2 separate regions of the Gossypium arboreum genome follow, and region 1 is linked to region 2. Evidence: chromatin contacts called from public Hi-C data. All regions are on one chromosome and are shown on one strand. Each heading gives the region's core, a stretch centred on a gene start, on an enhancer-like site or on the middle of the called end of the contact. The rest is flanking DNA. Distances are from core to core; before and after follow the strand shown.

Region 1 (5,204 bases), core at 1,599-4,098, 200 kb after region 2:
TACTAGCCCAATACCCTAAATTAACCTAGCCCAGCAGCCCAAAACAAATCAGCAGAGAGGAAACCCTAATTCCATTTGCCTCCCTACTTGCGCCGCACGCCCTTCTGCCCTTAGCTACCACGCCCCACTTTCCTCTAACACTAGCACCATCCTTGGTCAATCCCATACCGTCTGCCACCGCATGCTTCTCCTCCACTTCCCTGACACCTCCATACCCTGCAAAGACAGAAGCAGACCAAACAGAATAGGACAAAAAATAAATAATATTTTCCTAGTTTTGTAGTCGGCTTTAAAGCCGAGAAATAAACATTTGTAAAAGGGGGGATTCGAAAAAAGAGAAGCAAATCTAACCACTTTGTAATAACAATATTAGCAATAGATTCAAACAACAAATAGCATACATCGAATACAAAAAGTAGAGGAAAATACAAAAAAGGGAAACAAGGAACGAAAACATAAATCGGAAGGTGATTTTGTTTCTTATTTTTTCTTTATTATCTTCTTAAATCCATTTTTTTTTTCTCTTTTCTTCTTTTCTTCCTCATTTCTAGCATATATATACACATTTATTTGAAAAAAATAAAAAATAAAAACAAAAAAAGTAAATTTTTACCTTTTCCTACGGCCCATGGACCTCCTAAGCATTGGTCAGTTGACCGCCCGTAGCTAGAGCTCCCTCCTCTCCCCTCTCTTCTTTCTTCCCTCTCCCCTTCTCTCTTTTTTTTTCTCTCCACGGTACAAAATGAATTTTTTTTAAAATTTTTTTGACTTATATAGGGGTCCGAAACGCACCGTTTTGGACCCCCTCTGTTTAGACTAAAAACGACGCCGTTTTGGACGCGGGTCAGGTCGACCCGACCCGCACCAGGTCAGATCCGCGTGTTTTTTAATTCAATGGTATATTTGCGCATTAGATCCTTCCGCATTTTCAGTGTTTTAAATTAGGTTTATTTTTGTTTATAATCTGGCCCTAAAATTTAATCTGACTTGCAATCTACTCCCTGTTGATGCGCTGCGTTTTGATAGAATGGGAATATTACTGATTCAGTCCCCCATGTTTCACGCGTGTTGCAATACAACCCCGTGGCTTATTTTTATTTTAGATTTGGCCCCAAAACTTCGATTTTAATCCAATTTTGGTCCTTTTTTCATTTATCTTTAATTCTTATTTAAATTTTCTTGTATTTTCATATTATTATTATTATTATTATTATTATTATTATTATTATTATTATTATTATTATTATTATTATATGCATATATGTATTTATGTTTAGTATTTTAGCTACTTTATTTTAATATTTAAATGTTATGCTTGCTTTTATATATTTTAATAATATATTATTATTATCTTTATTACAATAGTGTATATTTTTATTTGTGTGTATAGATTTATATATATAGTATTTTTGTGTTACATTGTTGTTCTTCGTATTTTAATGCCATTACTATTATGGTTGTTAATGTAGTGAATGTGTTGTTGTATGTATACATCTTTATATCGTCATTGTTATTATCATTAACCATAGTATATATTTTGTTATATATGTATATATCTATTTGTGCATAGCATTACTTTTTAATTGCTTTATTCTAATATTTCTATATCGATTATATGTATATATATTTAATATGCCTATGTACATATCCATGTATTATTAGTGTTTGTTCCTATATGTATGCATTATGTAAATATTTTAATATTATTTAACATATGTATTTTCATTTTATATGTTTTAGATACGTTTTTAATATATTATACTTTATATATTGTTATGTATATTTTAGTATATACATATATTTGTGAAATATTATCAACAGTTTTATTATTATTTTTAAATAAGTATATATATCGTGCACATATTTTAATACTACATTCTACAATTTTTGTATTATGTAGTTATTCCAACATTATATACTTAGTATTTCTAATATCCTTATTATTTATATCTATGAATGTATATGTCTATGTAGTATATTAGTAAGTCCATTTTATATTGTTGTTATTTCTAATGTATATGCATGTATCATCTATGTGTTATATATATATTATATATTTTCAATATTTTTGCATTATTGCCCTATATGTTATTTATTTCAAATATTTTTAATTTTTCCATTTATTTATTTTTATTTCATCTCAATTTTGTTTTACATTACTTCAAGAATTTTATCCATGTCCTTCTAATTAATTTCAACAATCAAGGCAATATACCGATTTAACATTAAGTCATCGAGTTCATTGCTATGTTGGGTGAACATCAATTGACTCGTGTTAAAGCGATATACCCTTCTCAAAAACCGGAATGAACTAAAATTTCTCGTCTTCTTTTAATTGGATCACGACTAAATTTTAATATTGAACTCGTATTTTTAAAAATCAAGACAACACGTGTTTATGAGATGCCAATTTCTGGGCGTCGCGAGGGTGCTAATACCTTCCTCGCACGTAACTGACTCCCGAGCCCTAATTTTTCTCTGGTTTTTAACCTAGACCCTAAACTCAGCCTTCTTTTTGTTAAAAAAAAAATCTAATAGGTATCCGATCGTACCTAGGAAAAAGGATCGGTGGCGACTCCCGGTTTATTTTAAAATCAAATTTTAGCTTTCAAGTTTTCAATAGATCGCCTCAATTAGCAACCGAAACCAAACAAATTTTTACATCGCTACAATAGTAATAACTAATAAGATTGAATTTAAGAAATAAATAATTTTGAAAAACAAAATTAATTTTATCAAAAGGCATAATTACATTCAATATTTAATTTTATTAAGAATATAAATTTATAATTACAAATATATACATATAGATATTGGGCCAAGGCATTTTATTTTTTTGAGAAGTACCCACAAAGATGGATGAAACAAATGGTAAGCCCAAACATAGAGAGGCAAACCCAGAATTGTGCAGCGAACATTGACCCTTATTTCCTGGTAAGGGGAATCTGGAAATCAAAATATCAAAAATTCTCTTGGGTTGCAAGTGTACGTTTGGATGGCTCAATTGGTTAGAGCACCACCACCACCAGCCACATCACTCTGCTTTCATCCAAAACTATTTTCTCCAGTCCCCAGAACCAGGATGGCAATCAATCCCACCAACACATCACCTTCCTTCAACTCCAGGAAGCTTCCCATTTTGCTGTTTGACATCATGGACACCATTGTTCGTGACCCTTTTTACCATGACGTCCCTGCCTTCTTCGGGTAACTGGTTTTTTCATCTCCCTCCCCTCTTTCTCTTTTTTAATTCTTGTTTCGAATTGTGTTTGTTGGGTTTTTATCATTTTTGTTTTTATTTCAAACCAATATAACTGCCACTGCTGGCGATAGTTTTTGAAGTGATCAAAGTTAAATTCGATGGTCAGAATGTCTTTGAAGGAACTAATTGAATGCAAGCATCCAACTGCATGGCTTGAGTTCGAAAATGGGGTGATTGATGAGGTACACCTAGATTTATAATGTGGGAAAGTTATAGTTCTCTAGATTTTATTGACTAAAGTAGTCTTATGAGTAAGTGTTGTAAGATCTGTTAAACTGTTTGATTGAGGTACCTAACAAATTATAATATTTCTTGAAACATGTTTCACTTGTCAATTTTTTAGGATTGATTGCCATTTCAAGTAATAAAAGCTAAGTTGGATCTTTATTCCTTTGAATTTTTGTACATAAAGGCGAGTTGAATAGAGTTCCACAGTAACAGCCTTGACCTCAAGCTGTTTTGTGTACGAGAGGCTTGAAACCATCCCTGAGCTTGAATAAGTTTCATTTTATAAACTTGATCTTGACTTAATTAGGATCAAATATCTTAAAGAATATGTAATGTTATTTGTTCTATATCATACATTTATTCAGACACACATAGGCCCTAAAATAATAAAATTATATATATTATAGTGCATATAGATGATAATATATGCATTTTACTAAAAATATACATTTTTAAATGCTTTATTAGCCCTGTATGAGCCTGAACCTGACTTGGCAGAGGAGGAGTAGAACTTGACTATTTCCTGAGTAGCTTGCACAGCATGTTGACCCACTTACAACCCGAGTTGGTGACACTGCATTAGTTTTGATTTTTCTTACTTCCCATCATTGTTGCCTTCTTACATCTCCTGCAAAATATCATTTACCTGTTAAACACAAAATGAAATGGCCCTTTGTAGTCCCTTTCCTTCGTCTTTGCTTTCTGATAAGTGGATATAGTAGCTAAAACATTAGTCTTTTAACAATATTTCTCTAGGCTTCAGCTAGTGAAGCTTGTGTACACAACCAAAGCATAACACACCACTTATCTGTTGCCTTTAGATTAACTATCAGTACATTCATTTATTATTATTTATGTTCTTTATTGTTCCGTATCCTTATTAGTTTTATGCCAACGTTAACCTATCCATAACCATGATCCTATATTATATTGACCTGTATATTGATTCTTTGACAGAAACCTACTAGAACTTGTAAATTTCCAGTCCACCAGAAACATACTATTAAAGGATATCATTGCGGTTTCAGTTTCACATTTATAAATGGAACTTTTGAATTTATACTTTATTACTGTACTTTCTACCACATTTTTTAGCAATATAATTTGTGACTGAAAGCATGTAAAATAATTCCATGCCTTTCTTCTATGTTTAATAACCCCTTTTTCTCTTTCGCTCCTTTTCACTTATGGGTCTCTTCATTGCTATATGACCTTTAAGACGTTTGCTTTTCTCTCAATTTTATTGCCTTGCTGTTTACCTTCTGGTCTGGAGTGTGAGAAAGTTATCTTATTTCCTTTCAGGAGGAGCTAGAAGGAAAATTCTTTAAAGACAGAAGACCTTTTGATTTGCAAGGTTGGTTTTGCATTTGTTTTCGTGATGTTATTCTTTCAATCCATTGTTTCAAGGCTGATTAGCATTTTCATTAGATATAAGCAAAATATGCTTGATTTTAGTATAAATTCTCAAATAAAAAAGAAATTAAATATTTTGCATTGTTAGGGAGAGATATTTGTTTCATTGAGTCATTTTCTTAATCTTTTTGTTGCATATGACACATAGATTCCTTTTCCATTATCTTTTAGTTCCACAATGCTAATTTTGATGGTGTCTATATAGGAAACCTACGTTGCGTGGTATAGAAACGTTTATTGCTAACTGTAAGGAAAAAGGTTTAAGGATGCACGCATATTGACAATGTGGGGTTTGGAGATA
Region 2 (5,634 bases), core at 1,961-4,460:
CCCAAAATAAGACATAGTGACCTGGTACGGAAGAAGTATCAGCATAGCTAGTGTACTCTGTTAAGATGAACCCGAGTGGATCGAGAAGAGCTTTTGCTTCTGTTACAGCCTTGAAAAGGTCAGTTTCGCTAGTTTTTTCCATATCAACACTTAGGACAACACTTTTCCTCTCCACAAACTGGAATTGAGGTGCATTATTGTGGAAACCACTCACCATAAGAACATCTCCGACTTTATATCGGTATAATCCTGAAAGAAACAAAGAAAGGGATATCATCAAACTAGATTAGATCATTATCTAAATTCCAAGGAGGAAGTTTTACCTGTAGAATTTGTGACAACTAGTTCATAACATTGATCAGGCTTCACATTTACAAGATCAACAAGTTCAGTATCTTCATTGTTGCTTTTCATTTCAATAGATTCATCGCGTTCATTCTTCACAGGAAGGAATTCGAAGTAAGCCATGTTAGGGAGAAATGTGTAGGAGACATCAGAAGGTTTGCATAGAGGTTCTATGTTAATCCCACAAAAAGCTTCTGAGGAAGCATATAAAGATGAAACTAAAGGAAGCCCTCCAGAATAGAACTCGAGCTCTGCAGTATACTGTCTCATAACACCCGTACAGATGCCAGCAATGTACCTTGCTTTAGGCCATAGCTTTCTGATTATTCCATCCCATGATTTACAATTACATATGTTCTCTATCAAGTCAGCCTGTTCTGGATTAGGCTTCATGACCAATGATGCTGCATTTCTGCATCTAGAGTCTGTAATCTGATGGCTTAATCGACCCGTTTTTATGTCATAGCATAGCTCTTGCCAATGATTTTCTAGAAACTTGATAGCTCTTAGCACCGTAGATGCAAAGAATGAACCAATCATGACAACCTCTTCTCGTTGGATTAAACCAAAAAGTAATTGACAGTATAAGCTCTGGTTGGGGTCTGGACAAAAGATGGTCTCGCTGGGGCTTGTGTAAAGCTTAGGTAAACTGGCTCTAAATCCACTGCCCTTGAATATGCTGGCTGTAACAGATGTTGCCATGAGGCCACTAGGAGTTTCAATCTCTTGTCTGGCAAACATAAGCTCCATTCTTTTACCGGCTTGGTTGATGTCAACAATGTGCCTTTAAAATTAGACGGATAAAGGCAGATAGTTAGTTTTAGGAGTACTGAATTGCTGTTGTAAATGCAAAAAGCAAGAACAGCAACTATGCATATTATATCAATATATGTACAAGTAGTATTCACTAAATTCGAGTGTTACTATCTGCATGGTGCATTATACATATATTGATACTACATGTATTTCCTTAATATGGTAATTCATATTATAATATATAACTATATAGTAACTATTGATTTTTTTGTTCGAATATAATTACTGTTGATATAATATACCATGTTATATACCAGGGCAGCCCCTAAAATAGAAAATTTTTAATTAGGCCTTTTATAGTTTATAAAATTTTAAATTAATAATGATAAAATTGTACTTTGACCCTCAAAATGTTAAAAATTTGATTTAATCTTTTAAAATTATAAACATATAAGCTATTAAAATAATAAAATTATATTTTACCATCGTAAAATATACAATTTAATTTTACCCCAAAAACTTTTCTAACTTCGCCTTATAATATACTATGATATAACCTAACATGTTAATTTATATAATTATTAAAAAATTTATTAATTTTAGTGTCACAAGCGAAGTGATACAAATTTAAAATATTAATATTAAAAAGTTTATTAATTAAGAAAATTACCAAAAAATATTAAATTAATATTAATATTTAAACTATGATGAATTTTGTATATTTTAATATTAAAATACTTTTAAAAATATTTTCTAATTTCATTATTTTTCCAATTTATTAATGATTTTTGAAGAAATTAATTGAAAATTTTAAACAAAAACTAATATTATAAAAAATATTATAAATTTATTACACACAACTGGCTCAGGCATTGACAAGAATAAAAACTAATTTGATGAATTAAAAGTTTAAAAAATGGTGAAAAATGATTAGATCGATATGATTGAAATATTATATTTATTTAAAAATTTTAAGTGTAATTATATCGATAATTTAATAGTTAAATTATTAAAATATTTATCGTACAAATATATACAGAAGAGTATAAAACTTTTTTGGGTATAAGTGGATTTTTCCTAGTTTAATTAAAGATCCGATTATATATGGTTGTGTTCAGGTCATGGATGAACAAGTAAACAGTGTGATTTCACGAGTAGCTGAAAGAAAAACTAGAAAATAGGGATGGGTTCCTTACTTTATCACAAGAGACTCGTACAAGCCACGAAATAATTCCCACTTTTTAGCAACTTGAGCAGTGACAGGCATCAGCTTTGGCTGCCCGCCTGAAGTCCCAGAGCTGCATTTGATCAAACAGATGATAGAACTATTAGAAGGAAGCAAACAATGCCCCAAAACACACAGAACCAAAGCAACAAATTCATGCATGCCTTAGAAAGAACCCTGTAATGGGTTCAGCTAAAAGGATATCTGATGTCTCCCCATTAACAATCCTATCTATGTAAGGCTTGAGATCTTCATAAGTAACTATGGGAACATTTTTCTTAAAGAGTTGCTTGTCGGTTTGACCATGGAGGAATCCCCTTAAATACTCTGTTCCTGCATTTCTACTTAGTATTTCCCTCAACACCTTGTCTTGAATTTGCCCAGCATTTGTGGTCAGTTCCTCAATCATCTTCAACCCACCTTCATACCCATTCATTGCCATCTAGGAAGCACCGACACGGGGAAAATCCCCTCGTACCAGTGTCGTACTGGTGTCCAACACGGACACGCTGCCGACACGGCCGGAAACGTACCGGACACACCTTGAAGCGTGTCAAAAAAGGACACTCCCGGACTTTACTTTGGCCTGAATCAGAAACGGAAAAAAAACCCATATACAAGAATAGAACTTTAGTAAACAGAAAAAAAGAACTTTAACATTTAATCGTGATAATTTATGAGATTTTTAACATACCTGATTCGCTTATATGAAGATGATGATGCTGGGTTTTTTGCAGAAAATGAAATACAGAGCAAAGGTAAGGATGGTAAATGAGAAGGGAAAATAGGGGTAAATGGGGAAGAAAATAAAAGGGCTACATAAGAAAGAAAAAAAAATAGTTAATGCTGCGTAAGAAAGAAAGAAAAAATAGTTAATGGTGTGTAAGAAAGAAAAAAAATAGTTAATGCATTGTCTTATATAGTTATAAATTTATAATGGGGTAAGAAAGTAAAACAAATTTATATATTAATGAAAAATATTAATATTTTTATTTATATTGAATATTTTAACATAAAAGATATATATAAAATAATAAAAATATTTTTATTACAGTATCTAATCGTATCCATATAATTTAACTAAAAATTAAATGCAAAGTTAAAATAATTTTTTTTAAATATTGAAGAGCGAAATTGTGATGGTCTAAGTCTCTTTACCAACTTATTATTATTAGTTTTTGAAGAATCTTTACCAACTTTTAGAATTAAAAAATTGAAATTTGCATATGATATGTATTGGAAGGATAGCGTACCCAAGCAAGAGTTTATTACTATATTATATTTTGTTTTTTGAAATAGGTGGAAGGAAATTTATTTTTAAAATACGTTTTCTAAAAGATTTTGTGCGATCGATTTTCATTACTTCAATAAATTTTGAGTAATAATTGTGTAATAATTAACCTTCTTTACAAATTCCTAAAATAAAAAAAATTCTAAAATTTATGGTTAAAATGTGTAATAAGTTTTGTACTTTTTATAAATTTTAAATTAAAATTTATAATTTTATTTTCAGAAATTTAGTCATACTTCTCAGATTTTTAAATTCAAAACACTATAATTTTTTTTGTAAATTTGTTAATGTGACATTTTGAAATAAAAAATACTCATTTGATAATAATATAATTAAAAATTGACATTTTAATGAACCCGAATTTAATTAAGTAATCTCAAAAGTATTAATAGTTGGACTTAAATTTTAAAATCTAAAAAGTAAAAAACTAAATTCCTTAAAAAGTATAATGATTAAATTCCAAAATCATGAAAAATATAGGAACTTAATGCATAATTTAATCATTTTATATATGATATGTAGTCATTGAAAACCTCCCAAAAAGGAGACAACATACCAAATAAACCAAACAAGATTTGTAAAACCCATAAGGCATACAACAAGACAAGCGAATGTGTCAAAAAGGCTCATAATATATAAACATCAAAGAACACAAAACTATAAACTGCTAGAGTGATTAAAAAATAAAATTTTTGAACCCCATGTTGGCTTGATAATCAAGGTGTTCATCGCCCTAGGTGTGGCATGCATTCGATTCGCACTAGTCGCATTACTATTAGGACTTTCCCTCCTCTTGTAATTCATAAAAAAAAATCAAATTTTTAAATAAGTTAATAATTAAATCCAATTGAATAAACAAAGTAGAAATACTCTCAGTTTATCTAAAATATAATCCAAAGAGAATAAGGTTTGCCTAAAATATAACCCAAAGTCAACGATTTTTCTGACATCCCATATGAGTGAATTTTGATGTACTTGGAAATATTTCACTACGCCCTAGGTGTGGCATGCATTCGATTCGCACTAGTCGCATTACTATTAGGACTTTCCCTCCTCTTGTAATTCATAAAAAAAAATCAAATTTTTAAATAAGTTAATAGTTAAATCCAATTGAATAAACAAAGTAGAAATACTCTCAGTTTATCTAAAATATAATCCAAAGAGAATAAGGTTTGCCTAAAATATAACCCAAAGTCAACGATTTTTCTGACATCCCATATGAGTGAATTTTGATGTACTTGGAAATATTTCACTACGCCTGTGTTTTAGATAAATCAAGCACTTGAATCTCAAAGGACTTTCTTGGCTTGCAAGATATCATGAAGCAAAGGTAACATGGTATGCTTATATGATTGAATGCCCTTACTTAACATTATGTTAGAAAAGGTTATAACTTTGAGTTCAAAACAAGATATCAATAATTTTGCCAAACATTTTTGACACTAACACAATAAAGTAAAAAAGATTATTCTCCCGAGTTTTTAAACAAGAAATGATGCAAACTAATTATAACGGTGATTTGGGGTTGAAATACTTTCTTATCACTCTTGAATCTAATATCTTCATGGCTTCCTCAGATTTAATGCAACTAGGTTTTTTGTATTGGCTCAACAAAGTTCCTTTGGACACACAGTGATCCATTAGTGTAACACCCCTAACCCGAATCTGTCGCCAGAATAGGGTTACGGAGCATTACTGGAGTTTACAGATCAATTAGTCAGACATTTCATATAATATAGCATTCATATAAGAAATCAATCGAAAACCAATTGAAATCAAACATATTGTCCCTTATATGAGTCCTCGAGGCCCAAAACACAAGTTAGAAACAAGTCAGGACTAGATCGAGTACTCAAAATTTTTTTTGGAAAACATTGAAAATTTTCAAAGTTGCAGGGGATACATAGCCGTATGGCCAGGCCGTGTGACTCATACGGTTAGGAGACACGCCCGTGTCTCAGGCCGTGTAGGCATTCGAAATAGGGACACACGGCCGTGTCCTAGCCCGTTTCTGTGC

What was found. A called contact is a pair of places that touch in the nucleus more often than the background predicts.
Region 1: a contact with region 2 is called in a Hi-C map of leaf, with 2.9 times the contacts expected there. The contact joins the promoter of LOC108463905 here to the promoter of LOC108462882 in region 2. A contact is called at or near these places in 2 of 5 Hi-C or Micro-C datasets (both in leaf).

What each region holds. Positions count from the first base shown.
Region 1 is chr2:9,442,585-9,447,788 of ASM2569848v2, forward strand. It overlaps LOC108463905 (flavin mononucleotide hydrolase 1, chloroplatic), which reads left to right and starts at 2,849. Exons shown (of 7, transcript XM_017763900.2): 1 at 2,849-3,207; 2 at 3,369-3,444; 3 at 4,793-4,844. The coding sequence starts at 2,996.
Region 2 is chr2:9,244,372-9,250,005 of ASM2569848v2, forward strand. It overlaps LOC108462882 (indole-3-acetic acid-amido synthetase GH3.17-like), which reads right to left and starts at 3,211. Exons shown (of 5, transcript XM_017762794.2): 1 at 3,021-3,211; 2 at 2,491-2,912; 3 at 2,298-2,399; 4 at 324-1,129; 5 at 1-249. The coding sequence starts at 2,768.